4 separate regions of the Mus musculus genome follow, and all the other regions are linked to region 2. Evidence: chromatin contacts called from public Hi-C, HiChIP or PLAC-seq and promoter capture Hi-C data. All regions are on one chromosome and are shown on one strand. Each heading gives the region's core, a stretch centred on a gene start, on an enhancer-like site or on the middle of the called end of the contact. The rest is flanking DNA. Distances are from core to core; before and after follow the strand shown.

Region 1 (3,094 bases), core at 342-2,841, 1.9 Mb before region 2:
ACACCACACAAACATGTTGGCTCATGTGTACACTGTACACACATATGTTAAAAAGTGAACTCTGGGTTCTCTGGTACGGTGAGACATGAAGACACAGACATGGCTGTCTTGTAGAAAGGTTATTCACACAGATCCTTCAAAGCAGGAAATGTCTTATAATTCTATAACAGAATATCACAATGGATATAAATTTGTTTCTTGGGCTGGGAAAAAAATGACTCAATCAATAAGATACTGGCCCAGAATAAATACTGAGCTCAGGTCTCCAGCACCCACATAAAAAGCCAAGTGGCTACAGGCATCTATATTCCCAGCACTGGGGATACAAAGACAGACCAATCAACCAAACACAATCAGCAGCAGTCTCCAAAAACAGCATTCTCCAAACATCAGGCTCCAAAAGAGACCCTTTACTGGGGTTTTCCCTGGAAGGAAGGTTGTGGCATGGTAAGTGTGCTGGTGGGTTTAGAATTAAATAATTTGACTTGTTTCAGAATATTCTGGATCATAGACATGCTCCCTAAGCACCTGCCTCCAGAGTGACTTAGAGCAGAGGGGTACTTCTTGGTGATTGCAGTAGATGGAGATGCCAGCTTGGGGTCAGTTAGTACGTATCAAAGAGAATATATGCATTTCCTTGGAGTCATTTATTGTCTCTAGGAATTAGTTAGCTTCAGAGATCTATCTAAGACCCATGCAGTGAATGCCAGAGCTTTAGGGATACAGAAAATAGGGGCTGGGAGATAGTTCTATTAGTAAAGGGCTTTTCATCACACAAGCATGAGGACCTGGCTTTGAAGGTGGCTAACACTCAGCATGGTGGCCCACGTTTGTTCTATCAGCACCAGACAAGCTAAGACAAGCAGGGATCTGGAGTTAGGCAGGCAGCCTAGCCTAATCACCAAATGCCAGCTTCCAGTCAGAGGTCTTGTCTAAGAAACAAAATGGCAGGCTTCTGAGGAACAACACTTGGGGTTAGGAGGCCGCGGTCTGTGGAGTTCCTTGATCTGTGGTTGTCTTTGGCCTGTAGAGTCTGAGTCTGCTTACTACTGTTCTCACTACTTGGCCTTTTCTCCTGGTTTCTTGCCTTTTTTTTTTTTTTTTTTTTTTTTTTTGAGCCATCTTGTCTGTATCCCTGCTGGGCCGCTGGGTCATTTGTAGTGAAGAGTTGAAGAAACAGAGGTTAGGCGTGTGCGGTCCAGCTTCTGTGCACAGCCAGCCAACATCCCTAATGCAACACACGCTGGAGCTCTGATAGCTCTGATGCCCGGCCACATAGTCTTTGCTACTGCTTACTAGGCAGCTCCACACAACATGGCCCCTCCTGATTCTAAACCACTCTACTTATCAACACCTTCTGTCCTTGACCCAACAGGCCATGCAACCCAGAGACATAAGGCAGGACACCCTGCTGAGAGCCTGAGTCCTCTCTGCTAGGCTGCCCAGTTGCTTTCCCTTTGTCTCTCTTCAGCACGTTATTTTTCCACTGCTTGCCCAGCAAGCTCATATTCCAAGTCTTAAAAGTAAACTGCCACTTTAAAAAAAAAAAGCGGCCGCCTAGTGACCTTCCCTGGGAACTGGTTGCTAAGCTGGTGTTTTTTTTTAAACCCTGAGATATGGCTGCAGCTTCCCAGGGAGTAACCTCTCTTACCCCAGCCCACCCTTTCGCTCATTTCTAAAAGGTTCTCTGGCTTGACACAACTGGTCTCTCATCTCATCCCTTCAGCCCAGCAAGTGGAATCTGCAAACTTCGTTTTGTAGAGTGGACGAAGGTAAATCAGTCTTTAACAGAGACAGGCTGCAGTGTCCTGCTTTCCTCTCCTTTCCGTTCCGGCAGAGAAACCAGCCCCTCCCTGGTGCAGTGAGAGTGGAATGAATGCTTTGTAACGTTAGGGACTCTCATCTTGCTAACATTAGAGACCCTTCATCTTGCTTGCAGTTTCACTCTCTCAATGCAAAGTGGGGGCACTGCAGGGACAGCTCTGATTTCAGCTGCTGTCTGGCTTGCAGGGGAAAAGCAAACCGGTTCACAGAGAGCCTCTCTGGTCAGTGTGCTGCTAAGCACTAGCTGCGTGTTGCTTTCGGGCCTTTAGTTTAAACTGCTCCGGGGAAGGGGAGGGCGGGCCGGAGGGAGTACTCTCCGTGTGGCGAGCTCCACTTTTCTTGTTATTGGACAAAGAGCTCTGAACCGCAGGGCTGAGGTCTGCCAAGCTTTCAGAAGTCTACTGGCCATCAGCTCAGCTGTTTTCATTTTAGGTGCTATGAAATGCTAGGTGCTATGAAATGCTAATAAAATCTAATGAGAAATACATGTCTGCTATTGCATTTTATATAACATTTCTGCAAATAAGTGTAACGACAGCATGCTTTGTATAGAGGGGAACTGTATATGGATAGAGAAAATATGTGCATATATGTATACATAGAGATAGAGAGATATGCACATATATAAACATAGATCAATCTGTATATAGATAGTTGGCCTAGAGTTCACTTACAGAGTCATTTATTCAAGTTTTTAGTGAGCATCAATGATGCAGCAGATGAAGAACTCAAGTTTACAGTGTACAAAACCAACTTAGACCAGGTCCAGTGGTGAGACTTTGCTGGGGAAGCAGATGTAGAAACAGATAATGAGATCAGTGACAAAACAGACTTGTAAAAAGGTCTAAAGAGCTTGGCCCACAGCGGGACTCCTGCCATAGAGGTGCTTCCAGCACCCCCTGTGCAGCTGAGCAATCCCATGAGCAGAGCCTGGGTGCTGACCTGGCCTCATCAAGTGAAAGGTGTCCCGTCCATCTGATTAAATGACCACACACAGCTGTGTCACTCACCTGGTACCCTAGAAGCTGGGGCTAGAGTAACTTGCTGCTACATAATTAATCATTAAAAAGGCACAGGATGGCTCCTGAGAGTTCACAACTTTGAGCGGGCCCTCCCACTCGAAAGGAAAAGCCTCGTCTCTGAAGAGAGAAAGTGAGCATGCGTGGAGGGGAGGAGGTTCCAGCAACATTTTAAACAGACGAGGGAAAACAAGTGTCCTGGTCCTGGCTGGAGGAAGGGGAGAAGAGACTTGTGTATGGCTGTCAGGGAT
Region 2 (3,137 bases), core at 460-2,959:
GTCTGTATTCCAGCCAGAGGGATTAAAGGTGTGTGCTAAGGCTGAGCCACACAACAACTAGAAACACAGCCTCACTGTTCACAATGTGATCAAATATCCTGCAACAGATGACTGTTCTGAAGAAATCTCTACATGGTCCTTTCTTTTGTCACAACGTTGCAAGATAATGCCAGAATGAATGTGAACAGTTCTGATGGTATCCACCTCACACATACATAGACCCAGCACCTCCTCATCTGTGCTCAGAGCATGGTTGAGACAAGTTAGTTAAGTGTCAGACTCAAGAAACTGCTGCCATGGGCCCACTGCAGCCTGGGCCAATCCAGTGCTGAGATGCAGCCTTCCCAGCCCGAGCTCAGCCATCTGCTCAAGCCTCTGCGCTTATTTTTCAGTCAACAAGTGTTTCTCTATATTTGCTAGACAGAGTTCTGGATGTTGGGCATATAGATAACTAAAACCTGACTAACCCCGCAAAGTATTTCTTTAGGTTTTTTTTTCTAGAAAGGTCTTCCATTTAAATTTTCATTCCAAATGAGATCTCTTTAGAGAGGCCCTCCACATCAAAGAGCACTTAGCTGTCCACTCCCAAGCATTTTCCCTCAGTACTTATCTCTACAAATAATGCTGTATGTATTTATGAGGTTTTTCTTCCTATTTGGGGTATTTACTACTATGTCTAGATTATTAAACATGCCTATCTGGAAACTAGAAGGACTCAGTTAAGTTGAAGGGACACTAGTCCACTTGAGCATGGCTCTGGCAATCCTTGTTCGGCTCCTCCATTTCCTCTGCTTTACTAAGAACTGTTAGATTGTGTTCCTAAAGCTAGCCACCGAGGTTTGTTCACTTATTTGGCCACTTCCTGAGGCTGACTACCAAGGTGAAGATATCATCGTATTGAAGTCCAGCAATGAAAAGTCCCCGTTGGCTCACCTAATTAACTTGTCCAACTAAAATTGAACACATCATTCTAACACAGGGGTTCCCTTTATACCATTATAAATGTCCATTTTACTATGTGCCGCATCTGTCTCCTCTCTATCTAGAGGCAGTCTTTTATCCTCCAGTGACAAATACCACTCCCCATCCTTCTCTTCTCCTTCATCCTGTCTCCTGTCACTTATTCCCTACCCTCTGTCTAGGGCAAGGAAATCTTTCGGCGAAAACTTGGTCAGCTGATAATTTTTCTTTTTTTTTTAAGTGTTGTAAAATTAAACAACAACGACGACAACAAGGCTATTTGGCTTCTGAATTAGTGAACAGGCAAACATTAAAGCCGTTATGAAAACAGATGCAGTCACTTTCCCTCCGGTGTTATCATATACGATTAGAAAAGTGCCAGGAACACTGGTATCCTTCAGGATGTCACCTCACGCCAGAATTTAGAGGGAACTTGTGTTGTTCCAGCCAGAACAAGTGACTAGATTGGCATTTGGTACATCTCAAGCCCTTAATCACCCTAGAATGAACTGATGACTCATTTTTCTAAAGGAGCGCAGAAAAGACTCGGCTAAGGTCTTTAGGGACAGCCCAAGGGCTTGGCTGGAGGCAGGGAGGCCAGCGCCCTTGTTCGGTCTCTGCAAGTGACTGGTTTAAACCAGTCCCAGCATTTAGTATTTAGGTCAAAAAAGAGTAAACCCAGGTCGGCTATAAATTGGGCAGACCGCACAGAAACAAGGATGATGGTAAATCCTTTCTCCGGGCGAATAGGCGAACTGCCCGTCATGTGACCAGGCCTGCCACGTGATCAGGCTGCCCGCGCCTGCGCACACAGGCCCGGTGTCGTTTCCGCCCGCCGTTGCAGACATGGCGGCGTCCCTGGGAGGGATGTTCACTGGGCAGCCTCCAGGTCCCCCGCCGCCGCCGCCCGGGCTCCCAGGCCAGGCGTCGCTTCTGCAAGCAGCCCCTGGGGCCCCGAGACCATCTAACAGCACTTTGGTGGACGAGTTGGAGTCATCCTTCGAGGTAAGCCGAGATGTGGGCGTCTCTGTGCAGCCCTCACAGGCGTGCGGAAGGCGCGCAGGTTAACTCCTTTCTCGGTCCCGGCGTTTAGTAGAGGCGGGGCACCGGAGAATGGAAGTCGCCTGCCGTAGATTGGGTACTACCTGTGGCCGGTCGTCTCAGGTCTGCCCCCGCAACCGCGACATTTCTGGAGACCGTGGCCTTGAAGTTCGCCCAACTCCCATCCACCTCGGGGCTCGTTGGATCCCCTGCGGGTCTAGTAGGATCTGGTCTTCCCTGGAGCGGGCCCACTCGGCTGAGGTCCTCTGAGTTTCCAGGTCACATACTGGACGCTTTTCCTGTTTTTCTCTAGTGTTCTGTGTAGACCTTCCAATGGCCCCTGGCACCTGCCTACCTGTTAGCTTGTTTGGGTGCCATCCCTTGACTTCTCTGGCTTTCGCTTTCTATTCATTTGGTAAATGCTCTTTGTTGGCATAAGTTGAGTTCTCACTGTGGGAGGAAACCTTAGTAGAACGCTTGGGTCCATCCACTCTTGGATGCAGGGATGGAACTCAGGTGTGGTGGCAAACATCTTTACCGGATTAGCCATCGCACCAGTCCTAAAATACTGGGCTTTTAATAGAAGGGCACGCGTTGTTTTTAACCTCCGTAAGACTGACTGTCCATAAAGGTCCATGCTTTAAATGTTTTTCAAAGGATGGGGGGGGGGGGTGGGCTGGGAGGTGCAGCAGGAACTAAAGTTTCTGAAGTTAGTTTTTGTCTTTTTGTTTTGTTTTGTTTTGTTTTGAGACAAGTTCTCAGCGTAGCCCTGGCTGTTTTGGAACAAGCGCTGTAGACCAGGCTGACTTTGGACACACAACTGTCTCTGCCTCCCTAGTGCTGGGATTGAACAAGTGCAGCACCACTGCCTGGCTTGCAGTTAGGTTTGGTTTTTTTTTTTTTTTTAAGTCTGCATGGCCTACTGCCGTTGGTGAAGCCCCCCCCCCCCCCGCCCCCAAGCTTTGTGGGCCATAGGTTTTCTGAAATCTGCACATCATGCTCACGCCCCAAAAGTCCAACAAGACTTAACTTTTACCGTACACAGAATAGGCAGTCTGGTTGGTCGAGCTGTTACAGGAGTGGGAAATCCTTTGACTGTTTCCATCCATCAGATCTGGAGCTAGCCAGGAGGATTC
Region 3 (2,862 bases), core at 74-2,573, 1.7 Mb before region 2:
CAGAACCTGTCTGGGTTTGAACCTGGCCCACTGCATCCAAGCTGAGGTTGTTAAGCTTGAGGTTTTTGCTAGACTCCTGGCAATGGGAGTGGGGGAGTGGGAGCAGTTTGGCCTGCTCGGGGACCCCTTTTTCCTACTGGGTTGCATCGCCAAGCCTTGATGTGAGGGTTTATGCCTACTCTTACAGCGTCCTGTTATGGCACGTTTGGTTGGTATCATGTGGTGGCAGGCTCTCTTCTGAACAAAGAAGCAGCAGATGTGGGAGAGGGGAAGTTAGGGGTGGAGACTGGGAGGAAGGGAGGGAGTGAAAGCTGATGTATGAGAAGTAGATGCATGGTATGAGAGAAAAAGGAGAAAGGGAAATCTCAAAAAGGAAGGAAGGGAGGGAGGAAGGGAGGGAGGGAGAGAGAGAGAGGGAGGGAGGGAGGGAGGGAGAGGGAGGGAGGGAGGGAGAGAGAGAGAGAGGGAGGGAGGGAGGGAGAGAGAGAGGGAGGGAGGGAGGGAGAGAGAGAGGGAGGGAGGGAGGGAGAGAGAGGTAAATGTCATATAAAGTTTGAATTGAGATTCAAACTTCTGTGCCCAACTTTTTTTTCATTATAAAAAGTGTGTGTGTGTGTGTGTGTGTGTGTGTGTACAGGCCTAGAGGCCAGAAGAGGGTGCTGGATCCCCTAGTATTGGAGTTACTGGTGGCTTTGAGCCACCTGAAGGAAGTGCTGGCAATCCTCTCCAAGATTAATACATGCTTTTAGTCACTTTATCTACTTCTTGAACTGTAATGAAAGACTGCAGCTACATTAAACAGAAAATAATTATGGGTTGTGACAGAGATGCATTCATTTGTACTTACTAGTTAGTGATTTCAAAATGTGTTTTATTAAAAATCATTACAGGGAAAGATACATATGTACATCTAATTAATGAATTTATAGGTTTTTTTTTTTTTAATCAATGGTTGTCTTAACCTAAAAGGCCACACAAGACTACTGTGATTATCAAAAACACTATAGTATTCTAAGTAAATAGACAAGGTAAACCGGAATCCAAACGTCAACAGTCTCAGAGATACTCGCACAGGGGCTGTGCGTCACTCTGGGATTTATTAGGATTTATCGCCTGGGTCGCGGCTGATCCTGGAAGCGGAGTGGATCCACCATCAGCCGGTGGCTCTGGCGCTGCTGCTGCTGCTGCGACAGCCCGCCTGAGAGCCCTTGTTCATCAGCAGCTGCTTCTCCCCGGCCCACGCGCTCGGAGCTGCAGCTCGCGACCGTCCCCTCAGACTCAGCCCTGGCAAGCCCGGTTTCCGCCGGGCTTCAAATCACTCCCGCGAGAGGAGATGCTTCCGCGGTAACGCGGCGAGAACGCCTGGAGCCGCCGAGGACTTCGTGCATGCGCTCAGGCCGATCCGGCTCCCGGCTCCCAGCTCCGCACTAGCCGGCGTTTGGGGTTGATGCGCGGGCAGGTTCAACTGCAGGGTTTTGGGTTAAGTTTGTCTGCAGCTGGGCGTCTGGTGGAGGAAAGGCTGGTTATAATGGAGCTGGATCCGAAAAGGTGACCTTCTGGATTTACTCAGAGATAAATTAAGTTCTGATGGAAGAAGAGTGAGGTAATATTCTGTATCCCAGAGGACAGATGCACAGATCAGCTCCTTTAATGAGGCTGAAGTGCTTTGGAGTCTTAGCTGGGTCCCTGGAGGTCCGGGAGCCATCAGTTGGGGGTCTCCTGGGAAGATGTTTACATTCTAATACTCCTACAGCTGGCACCTGGAAGTTACTATCTGTAAGATTCCCTGTATTCGGACAATATAGATGACGAAGGAGAAGACAGGTGATGGAGCCGGGCTTTAAAGTCACTAAGTCTTAATGAATGCTTTTAAAACATAATAAGATCATTTTACAAACAAAAAAACAAACAAACAAACAAAAAACAAGTCAGAAGAAACACTATGTATACTTACCCAACTGGAGAAATAAATGCTAAAAAACAATTGAAGTCCTTAGTCATTTGATCTATTCCCATCACTTTGCTCATGAACCTCTCTTTCTTGCATAGTAACTACTTCCCACATATGTTTATGTTTAATTCTTAAGTTAACATATCCTGTGTGGTGTTGTGAATTTTAGGCCAGGAATTTATATTTTCTTTATACCTATTTTGTCCACATAATATTACTTTCAAGGTTTTTCTTGTAGCTCTACTTCATACTATTGGGAACACGCAAAAGAAACTTATTCTAAATGTTATCACTTCGTTTTCAGACTCCATTTAATCATAGGGGAAGATACATTCAAGGACCCAGGCCCTAGGAGAGTTGGGGCCTTCCCCCAAACTAAACATCTTCTATTAGAAAAAAATAATGATATTTTTTTTAAAAAAATAAGGAGATAGTTGTCTGAGTCTAGACATCTCAAGGACAACTTCCCCATCTTGCTGGCAATGTCAGACATGGAAGTTCATGTTCCCTAGAACCTCTTCCTATCCTAATGGATGGAAACTCTCTTACTCAACCTTTTACATCAAAATACGACTGGACAGTGTTACAGCCCACCCTGCTCTCCCTTGCTTTGTGGTTTCATCCTTTAAATATGCTGTGTAATGTCCCTTCAAGGTCACACTTCAGCTCCCAAGTCTATTCTGTGGTCCTGATCTATCAATAGTGTTTTGATTACAATAAATTTTTGTCATCTGCATTGACATGGTGTTTGAGTTAGGTTGGATTTAAGTCGACCCCACAATAATACAGACCACTCTGCACATGTTTACTGACAACGATATCCACTGTGTTTTGTTTTGTGTCTCTAGTGTCCAACACTTTAGATACTTATTTGTTGAATGTTGTAGCATTTGAGATAGGTTATAAATGGT
Region 4 (3,106 bases), core at 308-2,807, 1.7 Mb before region 2:
CGATGCAGATATTTACACCCAATCAATGCACAGAAGCTGGTGACCCCTGTGGTTAAATTAGGGAAAAGCTAGAAGAAGCTGAGGAGGAGGGCAACCCTATAAGAACAGCAGTCTCAACTAACCTGGACCTTCGAGACCACTCAGACACTGAGCCACCAACCAGGCAGCACACACCAGCTGATATGAGGTCCCTAACACATATACAGCAGAAGAGTGCTGGGTCTGGACTCAGTCAGAGAAGATGCACCTAACCCTCTAGATACTTGGGGCCCCAGGGAGTGAGGAAGTCTGGTGGGGTGGGGGGTAGGGATAGGGGTGGGGACATCCTCTTGGAGAGGGGGTGGGGAGGAGGAGGTGAGGGAATGTACCAGGAGGGAGATGAAGTCTGGACTGTAAAAAAAGATTAAAGAATGTATTTTTAAAAAAGAAAAAGAAAACACAGGAAAAAAAAGAAAGAGAGGGAGAGAGGCACACAAAATGAATAAGCAAAATGACAGCAAACGTTTAAAAAAAAATGAAATGCACAGTCTAAAAAAGTCCTCCTGACATACGGAGCTGCAGAGACTTACTCTCCTGCTGCCTTCGGAAGGATTCTCTGTCATCCTGTAGTATAGCTGCAATGCTGCTTTCCCGCATCTTAAAACAGAACAAGGGGCTTTCCTGCCCCAGCTCTTGCATCCAGTACCCTCTGCCTGAAAAGTGTCCCGTGAAAATCCTGTGTCATGATCCATTCTGTGACAAGTCTCTGTTTAAGCAGAAGAGTGCGGGGTCTTCTTGGGAAGGAGAGCCAGGAAGAGCCTTTGTATTTGGGGTTCCCATGTGGGATGAAGTATTACTGCACATGAGATGGGTTGCGAGCATCCTATCAACTCTAAAATCCTACCTTTGTCAACCCCCTAGAGTAAGCAGCAATAACTTACATTTATTGAGTAATCGGTTGTTATGTCTTAGGGATTATGCTAAACACCTAGGAGGTATTAAGCCATCTAATCAAAGCAAGCTTTGATGTAATGAATGTGAGGCTCTGCTCACATCTATCTAGTTCAGAGAGGTAAGTTTATCTTAACAGCACTTTACCATCTGGGGCTGGGTTTGAACTGATACCTCCTGAGAAGAGGGGCAGAGTAAAGCTGAGACTTTAAAGATACTTGGGCAGGATTTTTATCAAAGCTCAGAAGTAGAGGTAAGCAGGCCATTCATTGCCAGGCATTTGGGTGAACAGAGAGAGAGAGGGAGGGAGGAGAGGGAGAGGGAGAATAATTTTACACACACACATACACACACACCTGAGCATAAGTAGCAAACATGTCAAGTGTCAAGGTTGTTGGTCAGGAGTATTCTGAAGCTGTTGTTTGTGTACCAGCAGAGGCTAAAGTGCTGTCTTCTCTTGGAGAGAGAGGTTCTGGTCAGTTTGCTCTGGAGTCTGGAAGTAAGCAGTTGGAGTGCCTGTTGACAACCCAAGAGCCTTATTAGTCCAGTCACCTCCGTGGAACTTTGGAGCAGGAGTAGGGGGTGGGAAAGGAAGCAGATAAAAGCAAGTGAAAAAAAGGAGGAGGGGCAGGCTCTGACCCAGTCAGCCCTGTGCTCTCTTCCTGCCTAGCCTGGGCCAGTCTTCGGGAGCCCAATGGCTAACTATGAATTTAGCCAGGTGTCTGGGGACAGACCTGGCTGCCGCCTCTCTAGGAAAGCCCAGATCGGTCTCGGAGTGGGTCTCCTGGTCCTGATCGCCTTGGTAGTAGGGATCGTGGTCATACTTCTGAGGCCGCGCTCACTCCTGGTGTGGACTGGAGAGCCTACCACGAAGCACTTTTCTGACATCTTCCTGGGACGCTGCCTCATCTACACTCAGATCCTCCGGCCGGAGATGAGGTGAGTTGGCTTCTGAGGCTCACTCTAGGCACAGTGCGCAGCGGGACACCGGGGAAGCAGGCTGTGACTCAGCTGGAGCTCTCGCGGCGGGGGGGAATCTTCCAGATTGTCCCAAACAAAGAATCTTGTGTTGTGGATCAGCTGGAAGCCGAAGGGCAGTGCTGAGCGGAAGGTCTCCTGTTCAAGTTACCAGAACACCGCCTGCACAATGCCTCCTCCGTTTTGGCAGTGTCTGTGATGGGGGCGCCGATCCTTGCTGAGCTCTGCAAAGATGCTCGCTTCCCACAGAGGGTCCTGAACTCTGAAGGAACCCTTAGGGCTATCTTTGGCCACAGCCATGCTTCTGGGACAAAGATTACTCTCAGGCACAGGAACTTCACATTGTCTTTTGGCTTGTGGTTTCCATCAGACACCGCCCCTGCCCAGAAAGTTAAGGTCACAGGCGACATTTAACTAGGTGGCTTGCTCAGCTTGCTGTGGGGGTGGAAGGGGCCAGGAGGATTTTTGTGAATTCAAGGTTAACAAGGGCTGCACAGCAACATTGTAAATTCCAGGACAAGCTTGGGTTACAAAGAGAGACCTGACTCAAAATAAGTTAATTAATTTTAATTAATTACAACACAAAGAAAACAAAAAACAAGCCCAAACAGCATCCTGGTCTTTTTTTTTTTTTGCACCTGATCATTAATAAAAACAAAACAAGACAGACTGTCAAAACTGAAATATTACTCATCAGGTAAGCGAAATCCACTTGGTGATCCTGTGTAGACCCTTGGGAACATCATCTTCATTGGTCAATAGAGTCAGCCCATAGAACCCCTTCCACCCACTACCTGCCCCAGAGGGAATGATTTATGTTGCTTCTCCCTGGCATCATTTTAACGTAGAACTGATTTCTGAAGTCAAACAGAAAGCCCAGCAGGCTGGGAAGGCACACGCAGAAACCCAACTTCACATTCTGTCTTCAGATGCACACACTTCCCGGGTGCTCGAATGCTCAGTGGTTTGGGTCCTGGTCTTACTTGAAAATGTTGGAGTATAAACACTCTCAGGGTCCTGATAAATATTTTGTTTACAGATGTTTAAATGATATTGGTTGTTCAGCCATTTTGATAGCTTGTAAATTTTCTGTGCTTAGCAAACCAGATGCATGGCACTGGCATGATGTGTGCTTAGCATTAACCATGTGGTGTAGACGGTAAGCACTTCTTCAACCTATCCACTCATGTGTATATGT

What was found. Promoter capture Hi-C pulls out the DNA fragments that hold promoters and counts their contacts. A called contact is a pair of places that touch in the nucleus more often than the background predicts. HiChIP or PLAC-seq counts read pairs in DNA pulled down with a chosen protein or histone mark.
Region 1: a Hi-C map of hematopoietic stem and progenitor cells shows a contact between it and region 2, with 5 times the contacts expected there. The contact joins the promoter of Cc2d2a here to the promoter of Med28 in region 2. A contact is called at or near these places in 2 of 39 promoter capture datasets (the 3T3-L1 cell line and embryonic stem cells), 1 of 15 datasets of contacts at CTCF or cohesin (stem cell-derived epiblast-like cells), 3 of 484 Hi-C or Micro-C datasets (cortical neurons and hematopoietic stem and progenitor cells), 1 of 115 datasets of contacts at active chromatin or transcription factors (forebrain) and 2 of 9 other capture datasets (adipose tissue and pancreatic islet).
Region 3: a promoter capture Hi-C map of embryonic stem cells shows a contact between it and region 2, with 4 times the contacts expected there. The contact joins the enhancer-like site here to the promoter of Med28 in region 2. A contact is called at or near these places in 2 of 39 promoter capture datasets (cranial neural crest and embryonic stem cells) and 3 of 115 datasets of contacts at active chromatin or transcription factors (differentiating embryonic stem cells, embryonic stem cells and stem cell-derived neural progenitor cells).
Region 4: an H3K4me3 HiChIP or PLAC-seq map of pro-B cells shows a contact between it and region 2, with 6 times the contacts expected there. The contact joins the promoter of Cd38 here to the promoter of Med28 in region 2. A contact is called at or near these places in 7 of 39 promoter capture datasets (cranial neural crest, embryonic stem cells, hippocampal neurons and 4 more), 1 of 484 Hi-C or Micro-C datasets (B cells) and 2 of 115 datasets of contacts at active chromatin or transcription factors (embryonic stem cells and pro-B cells).

What each region holds. Positions count from the first base shown.
Region 1 is chr5:43,660,788-43,663,881 of GRCm38.p6, forward strand. It overlaps Cc2d2a (coiled-coil and C2 domain containing 2A), which reads left to right and starts at 1,592. Exons shown (of 38, transcript NM_001359906.1): 1 at 1,592-1,772.
Region 2 is chr5:45,518,520-45,521,656 of GRCm38.p6, forward strand. Med28 (mediator complex subunit 28) reads left to right here and starts at 1,710. Exons shown (of 4, transcript NM_025895.4): 1 at 1,710-1,965. The coding sequence starts at 1,807.
Region 3 is chr5:43,806,853-43,809,714 of GRCm38.p6, forward strand. No RefSeq gene overlaps it. Among named protein-coding and RNA genes, the nearest start is that of Bst1, 11 kb to the right of the region's middle. Within about 2 kb of position 1,324, at least 314 of the 459 cell types and tissues checked have an H3K27ac peak or open chromatin away from gene starts, as enhancers often do. A contact at or near this core is called in differentiating embryonic stem cells, embryonic stem cells and stem cell-derived neural progenitor cells, where this site is marked.
Region 4 is chr5:43,867,252-43,870,357 of GRCm38.p6, forward strand. Cd38 (CD38 antigen) reads left to right here and starts at 1,558. Exons shown (of 8, transcript NM_007646.5): 1 at 1,558-1,869. The coding sequence starts at 1,625.